Linked DNA regions of Triticum aestivum: region 2 is linked to region 1. A link is a contact called in public Hi-C data. All regions are on one chromosome and are shown on one strand. Each heading gives the region's core, a stretch centred on a gene start, on an enhancer-like site or on the middle of the called end of the contact. The rest is flanking DNA. Distances are from core to core; before and after follow the strand shown. Region 1 holds the start of LOC123105948 (serine/threonine-protein kinase ATG1a). Region 2 holds the start of LOC123105949 (endoribonuclease Dicer homolog 1).

Region 1 (7,126 bases), core at 3,093-5,592:
AATACAAAAATACTACGTTCTCATCCTTGTTTTGTACAGTAGTTTTCTACTAATAGGCTTATAACAAGAGAACCAACTGCCTGGACAACCAGTGGTAAATCCTGAGCATCAGTGTATTACTTCATTTGAACAATTTCCTGGTAAATATTAACTGAATTATGCATGTGATTGTGAATGAAAATCAGGTGTAACATCCATGATGTGCATAGAGAAATCAAATCTAAATCAGCCATCTAAGGGACTTAGATAGTGATACTTACAGCGCCACTTTTCCCATATACTAAAGCAGTTTGGAATATGATCTCCATTGCGTCTGGCATCTCAGTGTTATCTAGAAACAGAAAAAGGTTACGGTAAAAGCAAATATTATACTTGTGCAAGAAGATAAGTGGATGAATGTTCTAACCATTGTTCTCCCGCAACCTATGTGATATCTTCTCAGCACGGTCATATGCCTTGATGAACCCACTTTCAACCCAGTAACGAACAGAAGCCGGCCTAGTGAAATCCAATCCATGCGCTACATTCGGGGATAGACGCTGATCACTCTTAGGAAAGTAATTCTCGTGTGCAAATGTCGAAAAACTTCCATCATCTAAAGCATCCGGCAATAAGCTACATGCATTAAGCGCCTCTTTCCAGATAGCAAGTATCACAAGTTCAAGTGATAGTGCCTCCAGGTCCAGCCCTTTAAAAAGCTGTGTATAACACAGAAAAGCAAACATAGGTGAGGTTGAGATGAATTTGGGATTACTGTTTCCAAATTATCAAATAAATACCATAGCGAAGATCATCAAAAAGATATTTGAGACAGTGCGACAGAGACTTATGAAAAAAACTCCATGTAACAAAAACTGAGAAAAAAGAAGTGCCAGCCACACCATGGTTTGTTGAAAGGTCGTGAGTTTGACATTAAACAAAAACGCAGTAAGTCTAGACAAAATGAAAACATGCCTACAAGGGATATACAGAGTAGAGAAAGCATGGTGGTCCAATTAGAGGCAAACCAGTTGTACTAACACTAAATATCCTTATTAACGACACATTGAAATCTACACTGCTACATGTCCTCAAAAATCTATGCTGCTAGCTCAAATTACCCGCAGAAGTAAAAAAACAGTGACTGATCATGAAGAAAATCTAAAAAGCTAAGGAGTTCCAGTTTGAATACTGGACAGAATGAAGATGAACATGCTGTTCAGTGTTCAATAGACATGATACTAATTGCCACTGCAGCAGCAGCAGTACCTTCTCCTGAGCAAGTTCTGTGAGAATGACAATATACTGATTCAGTAGGTGAAGCCTTGTATAACAATCAAGTGGCCTCCCTCGCAGATTTTCCATAGTAGTTGACTCACGGGAAGCGGACAGTGGAGTACATCCATGGGATTTCAATCTATAGAGTGAGTCTCTGTTTTGACTCTGAACAGGCCCACTGATAGTGGATATATCATCACAGCGGGGTCTTGCACCTGTAACATCCTTCATTGGTTTCTCAAGTGAAGACAGCAACTCCATGGAAGTAGTGTTTGCCTGAACTAGTACATATTCTCGTTCAATCCACTCCCATGAATCAAATACTGCAAAATATACAAAATTAGTGCCTAAGCAGAGGATATAAAATACAAATTATACTTATAGACAGTGTCCAGCGTACCTTTTGAATCTACACTTTCAGACTTTACTTTGACGACAGCAGAAGAGACAGTCTGGCATGTATCCCTTAAATCAAGAGCATGATGGGATTCATCCACGATTTCACTGTTCCTGAAAAGGCATAATCAGCAAGATTCAACAATCGAGATAAATATGACGACACAACCAAGCCAAGTGCAAAATGGCATGCTTTTAACTATTCCAAAAACGTTCAGGAAATCTAGAAAAGATTGCAGGATTGCTGCACAAAGAGTAGTTATCCCCATTTATGAAAAGCTCATGATGAAGTCAGTCGTGCATTAAATTGTGATGCGCACCAGAACAATTCCAAATCTAATCTACATGCAGTTGCAAGGACAAAAAAAAGACGAGCAGAGCTTGCATATATGAGCTCACTCGTACAGAATTTGACCATTCCCCGTGGTTTTTGTACATTTCTTTTTGGGGTATACATGCAGCTTCTCATATGGGCACTTGGGCAGCAGGCGTCTGAGTTAAACTTACAGGACTTGATACAGAAAAAGTTCTAAAAGCAAAGTAGATTACTCAAAGCTACCCCATGGACTTGTGATTTTTAAACACTACCACCAGAGTAACAGGAATACCTTGCTGTTGCCAAAAAGTTGTGATTAAAGAATTCCTCAAAAGGCATTCTCTCCGCTGCAAAATTGAAAGCAATTTTCAATCTGATTCTGCGATGAATGGCTAGATTAAATGGCCTAAAAGAAAGTTGAACAAAGATTACTGCAGTGAGTATTAATTATCATACGCCTTATTTCCAGACACAAAATGAAGTGAAAATGGCAGACCCACCTGGATCAAGGCATATGAGTCTTCTGCACAGGTCAATAAACTCAGGATGTAAATCAGCCTCTATATCTGGAGGGAAACTGAGGCCACTAGATGACAATACTTTTTCGCACAGCTGTAATCCGTCAACAAAGCGCAAGCAGCAGTGTGTTAGGCTATATATGTGTATTGCGATTATGCGAGTACAACTAATGGTACAGTGTTACAAGCAAACCTCCACTCTATTCTCCCCAAGAAATGGTAGCTCCCCTGTTACTAGCTGGAAAAGAATGACTCCAACACTCCATAAATCTGCCTGCAAAGTTTTCAGGTAGACATTATTGCCTGGTTAATTTTAAGATCCGTGAATTTAAAGCGGTTAATAAACATACCTTTGCATCATATTTATCCCCTCGCCAGATTTCTGGGGCCATATAATATGGAGAGCCACAAAAAGTGGCAGCCAAATTTTCATGCATCAGAGATCTGAAGCGAGAAGATAGTTTTCAGTTGTACACTTGCACTTATAAAAAAAACTCAATGAAACAGAAAGAGAACTCACAATGAGTACAGAATTCAGAACCAACATGCTTGGAGCAAATGTGAGTATTAATAAGACCAATAAACCATGCCGTTGTGGAAATAAAAACACTTGACAGCAGATAATGGTCTAAATATTTTGGTATTGGTCTGCATCTCCCCAGCAATTTCAATCTTTAGAGAACGGAAGATAGTCCTATAACTGCGACACTGAGAATAAACCTCTCACCTGGCAAACCCAAAATCGCCAATTTTCAATGTAATGGCGTCCCCATCGGCTGATAGCAGAAGGTTCTGCGTGATTCACAGCTCAATCAGTACGGAGAAAATAATGCATCTCTGAAGATATTCGATAGAACAAGTAACCAGGCCAGATAAATAACTACACAAATTTTCCACATGAAATTTGTTATTGATGACTGAAGTTCAAATACAAGCATGAGTGAACAGCACAATTCTCCACGCAGTTTGGCATTTGATGGTAAACTGACATTGATTGCGGCTATAAATGTAAGCTTAGCTTTTGACCAATAATTTAAGTTCAGTTGATAATTATGGAAACCCTTTTACACGGGACCCTACTCTTAGTTTTGGCGCTTAGCGCAAAAAAAACATCACAAATTACCGATCTGGCCCAATTAGCGACAGATTCCAGCCAAAAATGCCAAAAAAGTTCACGCCCAGACCAACCGTAAACCCTAAGAAATCCAATAGAAAAGGGCGTAAGATCTAACCTGGGGTTTGAGGTCTCGGTGCACGATCCTCTGGCCCCTCAGCACCTTGAGCCCCTCGGCTGATGATCCAAAACACCAAACAGCAGTGGCGCATCAAAACATATACAGTCCCAGGATATACAGTAATAAAAAGGGGAAAGGGAACACTCGGCTCGATTGGGAACTCACCGAGCTGCCGGGCGAAGTCCCTGGCGGTGGCCTCCGGCAGCCGGTTGCGCGGCCCGCCGTGCGTTTGCCTGTAGGCCTCGAGGTCGCCCCCGTCGCAGTACTCCAGCACCAGGAACAGCTTCTCCCCCGTCTGCGGCGAAAACCGCGAGGCATTTTTACCACACTGAGTTCGATCGCGACTACAGTAGTAGCGCGGACGGCGGGGGCCGGAGATTTGGTGAAGGGGGTGGACACCTACCTCGATGGTGTTGATGAGGCGCAGGATGTTGGGGTGGGAGAGGCTGCCGAGGATGCTCATCTCCTGGAGGATGCCGCGGCGGACGTGGTCGTCGACGCGGCGGCGGTCGATCTCCTTGACGGCGACGCGCGCGCCGGTGGGGGCGTGCACGGCGCGGAACACCTCCGCGAACGTCCCCTTCCCCACCATCTCCCCGAGCTCGTACTCCCCCACCACCCGCGGCGGCGCCGCCCTCTCCTCCTCCATGTCGCCTCCGCCGCGGCCGGGCCGAGTCGCCGTCGCCGGCCGGCGAGTTCGTATTGGGGGCGAGCGAGACGAGAGCGTGTACTGCTGCCGTGCCGGTGGTGGTTTGGATTACGGCACGGGGCCCGCGTGCTGGTGGTGGCCTCTCCCGATGGGGGAAAGGATATTTGGGGCCGTGGCGGTCAATCTAGCTAGGCCCCACATGTCAGAGACCTCGTATAGGAAACGGTTTGCTCGATACGGCGGGCCGTGCCGTCAGTGGGTGCGGACGGCTTCTTTCTTTATGCTCGGGTGGGGGCCCACCCGTGGGAAAGCGGGGTATGGCCCGGCGTGTGCCTTTGCAAGCTTTTTAAAACGGTTTCCTCTGCGAGTGGGTGTCCTGTGGCACAAGCTGTTGCTTCATAGCATAGGCTACTAGTGCGGTGACGTGACAGGTGTCGTGTGATGGGACAAAATCACTGTTTTGACCCTTTAACAAAAAATTAGCACGATTTGACCTTAGTTTGTAAAAAAGTTAAAAATCTAACCCTTTTCCTATTGTATACACGTTTTTTTTGCATCGGTACAACTGAGAATCAAACCCCTTACATGCTCCTGTTTAGCTTCCCGCAAAAAAGCCTTTGCAAATTTACATTTGAGGAAGGCATGGCCACCATCTTCGTCAAGGCGATTGCACATCAGACAGATGGTATCCAGGTCAATTCCACGACGTTTAAGATTTAACCGGACAAGAAGGGTGTTGTGACTCAATCTCCAAAGGAACATGATGATTTTCCTAGGCATTTTCAAACTCCAAAGCTTGGCCCAAACCTTTGTTGCATTTGTTGTCGGATCTGCTACAGTGAAAGTTGATGTTTGACCTGCAGCAACATCGTCCAACTGAAGTTTGAGTTTGTAAGCTGAACGAACCGAAAAGTTACCTTTCGGGTCGGGATGCCAGGCTGGAAGATCATCAAATCCCTCCTTAATAGGAATACTCAGAATGTGTGGGACATCATCATCATTAAAATACTTGTTGAACAAGATCTTGGTCCCATATTGTATACACGTTGGCGTAGAAATATATAGGCTACTGCCATGATCAACGGCGATAGACTTTTGGTCAATCCTAGCTATCAAAAATGATGTGGCAAAGGCTCCTGTACGCAGCCGCCTCCTCCCCTAAGAAAAGACTAGGATTCCTTTACCTTCCGCCATTGCCTCGCGCCGGTCCGTCTTGTCCCCGATGGCCTTAGGATCATTGCGGCGCGACGGATTCCGGGCCTTGTTAGTGGGAGGGCTCTGTTTTCATATGCTCATTCGAGTTTTGTGAGGGTTTGTGCCCTACTCAGGAAGACGAGACGGGGGCGGCTTTCTTGAGATGGAATAAGATTCTTCCCGCCTAGCCCCCATCCGAGTGGTGTGTCTAGCATCACCGGTGTGCGTGTGGAGGTGTGTCTCTGGTAGATCTATCCTTGGTGGATTTGTTTGAATCTGGTTGTAGTTCGTCCGCGTTTGTGTGTTTTCAGGTTGGATCCTTTTGATCTACGCTACTCTTAATCGGAGCGATTGTTGTTCTGTTGTGTTGGTCCGGCGAGGGAGGGGCGATGACGACGGTGCGCCTTCGGCTTGCTTCAATGTTTGTAGTCATCGCTAGGTGGCCTCGGATCTGGATGTAATTTTTATTATTTCTGATGTCTGTTGTACTATCATGATTAAAAATAAATAGATCAGAAGTCTTCTAACAAAATGATGTGAAAAGTGGCTACCGCCATAGCCTTTGACAGTAGCACTTCTAAAGTATAATAAATCGAATGTTGTGCCTAGTAGTACAATTGAATGTTTACTCTTGAAAGTTGGCTAGTGCAAACAACTTTGCTTTTGGTTGGTCTCTATTTTTTTTGTTTTTTCCAATAAAAATGAAGAATTTTTCCAATTAATGTTGGGATATGGATTAGATAAAAGACATTTTTTTAATTATTTGTAACTGTTTTATAAAACTAGCACAATGCTTGTGCATTGCTACAAAGCCATAAAAACCCGAGGAGTTACCACTAGATTAGATTAGGAGATCATCAAAAGATGATGGTTTCTTGCAGCTATTAGATGGTTCATGATTAAAAGGAGTGTGAATATAATAAAAAACCATGTTGTAGTTGCTAAAGAGTCTTGGACCATATTAGGTCCTTTGGAAGATTTGTAGCGAGATAACATTTTGAATTTTGAAACATAGGATAACGGCATGAGTAGGTTGAATGCACAAGATCATCGATTAGGTAGTAGGAGAACAACCATCGCCATGTTGAACTGTAATTTGTTTGCCCTCTTCTGCTATGACATGGAACCGGAAGAATTGGTTAGGTAGAGAAACAAAAATCAAGACGATGATTTTGAACTGGAGCGGCATACTTGCATTTACAATTTGTGTTTTTTTACAGGAGTGCTATTCTCACATTAGGGTAGCAGTGTATTTGTTTATTTGAGATAGGTCTCATACCTAGTAAAAGTAACATTTGTTTATTTATATTTCTTGAAAGGTTGCTCTCTTACTTCCTTTGTCTGGTGATAAGTGTACATCTAGAAAATTGGTGACATATTAGTTCTCACTCCTCTTACTAGTCTCCACCAACTAAATTAAAGAACAAGAATGAGGATTGGGAGGTGATGCTGGCGAGAAGAGTGTGATTGGAGGATAGAGTGGCGACAGCGATTACTAGGAGGCGATTGCATTTATTAATTGCATAAGATGTGTAAATGTACACTTTTTCTAGAGAAAAAT
Region 2 (7,126 bases), core at 1,649-4,148, 160 kb after region 1:
TACATGGCAACTGCCTAGTGTTAGTAGGTGGCAACTCCTAAATTTTTGAAATCATGGCAACTGCAGTAGACCAGACCACACATGGCAGCAGCTGTAGTTGTCCAAAAAATGGCAATCTGGAACTTTGATCTGAGATGGCAACTGCCTAGTGTTAGTAGGTGGCAACTCCTAAAGTTTTGAAATCATGGCAATTGCAGTAGACCAGACCACACATGGCAACAGCTGTAGCTGTCCAAAAAATGGCAATCTGGAACTTTTGACCTGAGATGGCAACTGCAGTTGAGCAGACATGGCAACTGTAGTTGTCCGACATGGCAACCGTAGTTCAGCCACATGGCAACTGCACTTAAACAAACATAGACGAGGGTCCGGCCCATGGCAACTGCGTGCGCGCGGTAAAGTGTCACGTGGGGCGTGCGGGACCATGAGTACGAGGCCTGACGTACCGGGCGTGTGGGCATTATCTATTTCACCCACACGCACGTTGTATAAGAAAGACCGGGAGGGGAAAAAAGGCGTGTGGGCGCTAGTTGTTTTGCCCACACACAAGCGTGTGGGCTGGTCCTCTTAGGCACCACACAGAACGTGTGGGCAGATCCCTTAACGCCCACACGTGTGGCAGTTATCGGGACCCATAAATAAAGCTTTCATAAGTACCGTAATGTGCAATCTGTTTTCTTGCAACAATATATAAAGCTTTTCATAAGTACTATAATATGCACACAACGTGCTAGACGTTTTGGCTCTCGGCCTCCATGGAGGCCGAGTTTTTTGAAAAAAAAAACAAAATTCAAACATTTAAGGTTCAATTTTTTTAAAGAAAATTGTACAAGTAAACAAGGATGTTATGTGTATGTGCGTAAAATTTCAGGATGAGATAACATGCGATATGTATTAAAAAGACAAATTCACGAACTGGAAGGATGAATAGTATCATATGTTAAAAAGGCCCAGATTTGTTTTTCTTGCACAATCCTCATTTCAATGTATCCGTCCTGAAAATTTACACACCTATGCATTATCCCCCCATGTGTATCTATATTTTTGTCTTCAGAATTTTCTAAAATGTAAAAAGTATGAATTCCGATAAATTTTGAATGTTTCAAAAACCAACCTCCATGGAGATCGGCCTCTAAAAGGGATTTTTAGCACACAACCCATATAATAAACTCCTGAGAATCCCACCCATGGCTTCCGGCCGAGACGAATGAAGTGGTCGAGTGCACGAACGAAGTTTGTCAGACAGCGTGAATCCGAATAAATAAATACAGTAGATAAAGTTGCCGAAAAAGTGCAGTGACCCGAGCGGAATCGTTCAGCACGAGTCGAGTCGAGGAGCAACAGTGCCCGGTGCTGGGCGCAGGGCACGGGATCCGGTGCGGGCACCGCCTGCCTTAAAGGCACAACAACCGTGCAGGATTCCCGGGCAGGCAGCGGACGCATGCCCCTGTCGGGACGCCGCCGTAACTATCATGCCACCACCACTGCTCTTCGGTCAGTCACTCACTCCAGCCACCACTGTCAGTGAGTGAAGAAGGGCAAGGCGAGCACTCACTCCGCTGTACCGCGCGCAGGCGGGCGGCATCAATCGGGGTAGGTTCGTCTCCAGGAGGGAGGTGACACACTGACACTCACACACAGCAGTGGCAGCCTTTCCTCACTGTCTTTCACACTCACTGTCCGTCCCTGTCCTGTGTCCTGTCACTGTGCGTATCCTAACGTACTATTTTGCTCGGGTTCGAGAAGGCGCTTCCGTTGAACGAACGAACCTAGACGTGTTTTTGTTTCATTTTTCTCTCATTTTATGGATGGACTGGCTCACTGGCCCGAAGCGGCCAGGTTCGGTTGTATCTACGGACGGGGTGCCTGTGCCGGCAGGGCAGCAAAGCATCTGCTTATCTTTGCACGCGCGCGTCGTGTCGCGGAGATGGTTAGTACAACGACCTTTGGAACTTGATGCTCCATGCATTGGGACTCACTCACTTGCTCCTTGTCCTATCTATCCATCTATCTATCCACTCAGGCTGCAAACTTAATTAACTCTGACGAAGTAGTACTAGGAGCAGCAGTGCCATGGAGCATAGTAATCACGTCCTCAAAGTCTCACCTACGATGGTCGATGGAAAAGTGCACCGAAGCTGAATTTGCAGCGCATCAAAAGCTGCAGGAGTAGTTTAGGGGTGTTTATTTTCAGGGACTTTTTCGTGTAGGGACTAGGAAAAGTTCTTCTTAAAGACTTTTTTATCAAATAGGAGAGATTTTTTACGGACTAAACTAGGCATTTGGGACTAAATGAAGAAGACTCTCAAGAAGAGTCTTTTTGAGACTTTTCCAATAATGCCCCTCCATGCACCCATTGGTCCGCCACCCCATTATGTTGTTTAATTGTTATTTTTTTATATACTAGGAGTAATATGGTCATTTAATAACTTCTAGGAAGGGACCAGAGACTTTTTAGTCTCTTGAAACAAACAGGGAGGGATTTTTTAGGGACTAGATACTAGAAAAAGTCCTAGGACTAAAGAACCAAACACCACCTTTGTTTTCTGAGTGAAAATGAAACCAGGAGCAGTTACTTTCAAAGAAAAAAAAAGCAGGAGTAGTTACCGTGGTGGCTGGAGCACGCGGCAGGGGCGGCACCCACTCCCCCTCCGCTCGTCCGGGGCCCACAGCGTGCACACACGACTCGCAGTCGTCGCGGCGCCGCTCGGGCCTCGGGGGACAACAACCACGCCTGACGGGTGGGACCCACGCGAGGGGTCGCTTCAGGCCGGGCCGGGCCGGGCCGCGCGGCCGCGGCTGCCCTAGCTAGGCCCGGGGGCCCCGCGCGTCGGCGGGACACCGCTCCTGGCCGCGAGGGCTCGCGTCCATTAATTCGGGATCCTCCTCCTGCCCCGAGCTAGCTCCGTCCTCCTCCCCCCATCTCTTTCCGCTCATATCGGAGAGAGAGAGAGAGAGAGAGAGGAGTGGAGATCAGCAGAGAGGGAGAAGAGAAAGAGTAGCGTTGATACACCGTCGAATCGAATCGAATCGGATCGAGACCGGTCGCCGCCATATCGGAATCGCATTCGCATCTCCCTCGCCCCACTCGATTGGTTCGATTGCGTGATTCGTACGGTTTATCACCGCCTCTTTCTCTTCCGCTCTCTCGCCACCGCCACCGCCCTCCACCGGACCTCCCGCGCCGCCGCCACCGCCACAGAGCAGCAGCAGTAGTGCCAACATTCGTTTCCCCTCCCCTCCCCTCCCCTGTTTGTTTCCTCGTGGTTCTCTGATTGATTGATTGATGTGCTAGTTGTGTGTGACGACGATTGGTTTGCTCCGGTTGCAGCTGCAGCCGCGGGGGAGATGGCGGGAGGAGGAGGCGGCGGCGCGCACCCGGGGGCGGTGTCCTACTGGTACGACGCGTGCGAGGACGAGGACGACCCGTCCCTGCTCTTCGACTTCGCCGCGTCCGCCGACTTCGACCCGGGCCTCATGTCCGCCATGGACAGCGGCAGCGGCATCGACTTCGCCCCGGGGCTCGTGCCCTTGCCCTCCATGGACTGCGGCATCGACTTCGCGTCCGCGGATTTCGACCCGGGCCTCTTGCCCGCCATGGACTGCGGCGTCGAAGACGGCTTGGTCGACGAGATAGACCTGATACTCGAGAGCATCAACGACGAGAGCACCCCCGCCCCCGCGCCGCAGCCCCCGCCGTCTCAGCCTGTGGTTCCCCCGCCGCCAGCGGAGCGGGTGCAGGAGACTGCTGCTGCGTCTGTGGCCGACAATGCTGTGGCGGTGGTGGGCTCGGGGCAGAGGAGCCAGGCTGTCGAGCCGAGGAGGGAGACGAGAAGCGTCGAGCCACGGAAGGAGACGAGAAGCGTCGACCCAAGGAGGGAGCCGAGAAGGGAGTCGCATGGTGGTTCCACGAACGGCGGTCGCGCCGGGGAGTGGAGAGATGGGAAGCGTCCTCGCCTCGCCCCTGGGGCTCACGGGGAGCCACGCCCTGATTCGCGGCGGCGCCCGATGCTTCCGCCTCCCTCGCGTGGTTGGGAGGAACGGCGTGGGAGGCGCGACTTCGTTGACAGGCCCCGCAAGCGCGACCGCGACAGTAACCCTGCCCACCGCCGCGAGGCTCGAGGGTTCTGGGAGCGGGACCGCGGCGGCAAGATGGTGTTCCGCCCTGGCACCTGGGAGCAGGAGTCTGAGCGCGAGGGAAAGCGTGCCAGGACACAGAACGGAGGCTCCGTGGAGAAGAATGCAGAGGCGGATAAGGCGGCTTCTGCCCAGAAGGAGAAGCCTCTCGCAGAGGAGCAGGCGAGACATTACCAGTTGGAGGTGCTTGAGCAAGCAAAGAGCAGAAACACCATAGCCTTCCTCGAGACCGGCGCGGGGAAGACTCTCATTGCTGTGCTGCTCATCAAAAGCATATGTGACAAAATGATGAAGGAGAACAGGAAAATACTTGCTGTGTTCTTGGTTCCCAAGGTGCCTCTTGTGTATCAGGTAGTACATACAGTACATACATGACTGACCTTTCAGTGATTAAGGTTTCGAATTTTGTGGGTGTAACCGTGTTGCTGAAATTGCAGCAAGCTGAGGTGATACGCGAGAGGACTGGCTATCGGGTCGGGCACTACTGTGGAGAGATGGGTCAGGATTTCTGGGATGCTAGAAAGTGGCAGCGAGAATTTGATTCGAAACAGGTCATTCTTCTATTTTTCATCCCCTTTCATACTGTTCTTATTGCCGTGTATAATGACCTGTGACCTAGTTCTATGCTAAACATTTGCCTAAATCTATATATTGTTTTGGAACAAGATCACTCTGGTTATGCTCCAGCAAGCATCAATACGGGGACAGACACGGGGATATGGAAGCGGGGACAAGGGATACTGCAATTTCTAGAAACAGTCATAGGCGATATGGAATAACTAATAAAAATCCATGTAATAAAGACAGAATGATTTTGAGATATCACATGAGATCAAATATTGCCCCATTTGCCGTCTCCGTGCCTCTTTTCATGCCCTCCATTGCTTCAAATCCCTCTGTATTTGGAATCAACACTTCAACTGTAGCAGCCAGCCAGCACCAGCAGTAGCTAGGCAACAGCAATCAATACTTCAATTGCAGCAGCCAGCCAGCCAGCCAGCACGCTGCACGCACACAAGCAACGAAGCAAGCACTCCCATACCAGAGGAGAGCAGGGTATTTGGGAGCAGGGGAAGTTCCATTGCTTTGCTTGGCTCCAGGCGATGGAGGCATCGGAAGTGATGCCCAGGCGCAGTCATGCGCTCGATCCAATCTTTGATTGAATAGCATGGGATGAGAGCTGTCTGTTGTTGTTAGTAGTTGGGCTTTACCGGGCTGCGCATTCTCGTGTCCCCGACGTACCGACGATGTCCTGGCTGTGTATCATCATTTATTTATTTTAATCAGAAAATGGGGATACACATATCCGGTGTATCGCGTATCACACATGTTTATATGCGGATAAAACGGGCTTTGAAGTATTGGTGCTTTTCAGGTTATGGTTAATGATGCTGTTAATTGGTCAGTTTCTTATATATTTTTTGATTTAGTGCAATTGCGTTGGTGTATATATCACATATATAATGTTCATATCTTCTCTAGATTTTTGTTGGCATGTTCACATATACATCACTTCTGTCAGCACATTCTTCATTTGTAGTCATGACCTTTTTATTGTGACCTCAATAGTGGCTATTGGATACTGCCTAATAGGTAAAAATGAAGCAGCTGTTGGATAGGAAAGAGAATTGTTTTATAGGATACCACTTAGAAGTAAAAAAGAAGAACTACTGAATAGGAAACAATAATTGTTTTATAGGATACTCCCTCTGTAAGGAAATATAAGAGCGTTTAGATCACTACTTTAGTAATCTAAATGCTCTTATATTTCTTTACGGAGGGAGTACTGCTTTAGAAGTAGAATGAAGTTGTTGGATAGTAAAAGAGAATTGTTTTATAGGACACTGCTTAGTACAACCTCCATCCGGAATTAACTGTCGCCGAAATTAGTGTATACTGTTGCTGAAATGAGTGTATCTAGACGCGTTTAAGTGTGTAGATAGTACTCCCTCCGTCTGAAAAAGCTTGTCCCAAGCTTGTCTCTCAAATGGATGTATCTAGCATCAACAGTTAATTCCGGACGGAGGAAGTACCTCTCAACTTACTGCATTATTTGCAGTGTGTGTATGATGCACATCCATCTATGGAAACAATTTTGCACTTTACAGTCGCAAACTAAATAACTGCACTGTACTAAACACTATGTATGATTCACTTACATTAAACAGAGCCCTTTCATGCAGGTACTAGTTATGACAGCTCAAATTTTGTTAAACATCCTCAGGCACAGTATCATTAAAATGGATGCCATACATCTTTTAATTTTAGATGAGTGCCATCATGCAGTGAAAAAACATCCATATTCTTTAGTGATGTCAGAATTTTATCACACAACTCCGAAGGATAAGAGGCCAGTTGTTTTTGGCATGACAGCTTCTCCTGTCAACCTAAAGGGTACTGCTCTGCTCTTTTTCTCCTGCTACCTTTTCCCTTTTTATTTTTTCACTCACTATTTCATGTATATAATTTCATCTTCTTGTTTTTCTCATGCTATTTACTATTATCTGGACAGGAGTCACTAGCCAAGAAGATTGTGCCATCAAGATAAGAAATCTTGAGAGTAAACTGGATTCCATTGTTTGTACTATTAAAGATCGGAAAGAGCTTGAGAAACATGTCCCCATGCCTTTTGAAGTCGTTGTCCAGTATGACAAAGCAGCCACCCTTTGTTCCCTGCATGAGCAGATCAAACAAATGGAAGTTGCTGTTGAAGAAGCTGCACTCTGTAGCTCTAAGAGAACAAAGTGGCAGTTTATGGGAGCCAGGGATGCTGGGTCTAGAGATGAGCTGCGCCTTGTCTATGGTGTTTCTGAGCGTACAGAAAGTGATGGCGCAGCTAATTTAATCCAGAAGTTGAGAGCTATAAATTATGCTTTAGGTGAACTAGGTCAATGGTGTGCTTATAAGGTATTCGCTTGATATTCAACAATGGCATGTTGTTAATTGTCACATATTTTTGACAGTTCACTTATACATGATTTCAGGTTGC

What was found. Hi-C and Micro-C count contacts between places; a contact is called where the count stands out from the background.
Region 2: a contact with region 1 is called in a Hi-C map of leaf, with 3 times the contacts expected there. The contact joins the promoter of LOC123105949 here to the promoter of LOC123105948 in region 1. A contact is called at or near these places in 3 of 5 Hi-C or Micro-C datasets (all in leaf) and 1 of 1 datasets of contacts at active chromatin or transcription factors (leaf).

The regions. Positions count from the first base shown.
Region 1 is chr5A:681,287,341-681,294,466 of IWGSC CS RefSeq v2.1, forward strand. It overlaps LOC123105948 (serine/threonine-protein kinase ATG1a), which reads right to left and starts at 4,343. Exons shown (of 13, transcript XM_044528134.1): 1 at 4,126-4,343; 2 at 3,888-4,017; 3 at 3,720-3,778; 4 at 3,215-3,279; 5 at 2,838-2,931; 6 at 2,681-2,761; 7 at 2,470-2,581; 8 at 2,262-2,316; 9 at 1,658-1,767; 10 at 1,249-1,580; 11 at 407-698; 12 at 261-331. The coding sequence starts at 4,343.
Region 2 is chr5A:681,447,282-681,454,407 of IWGSC CS RefSeq v2.1, forward strand. It overlaps LOC123105949 (endoribonuclease Dicer homolog 1), which reads left to right and starts at 2,899. Exons shown (of 20, transcript XM_044528135.1): 1 at 2,899-3,212; 2 at 3,332-4,488; 3 at 4,575-4,688; 4 at 6,321-6,531; 5 at 6,650-7,044; 6 at 7,122-7,126. The coding sequence starts at 3,349.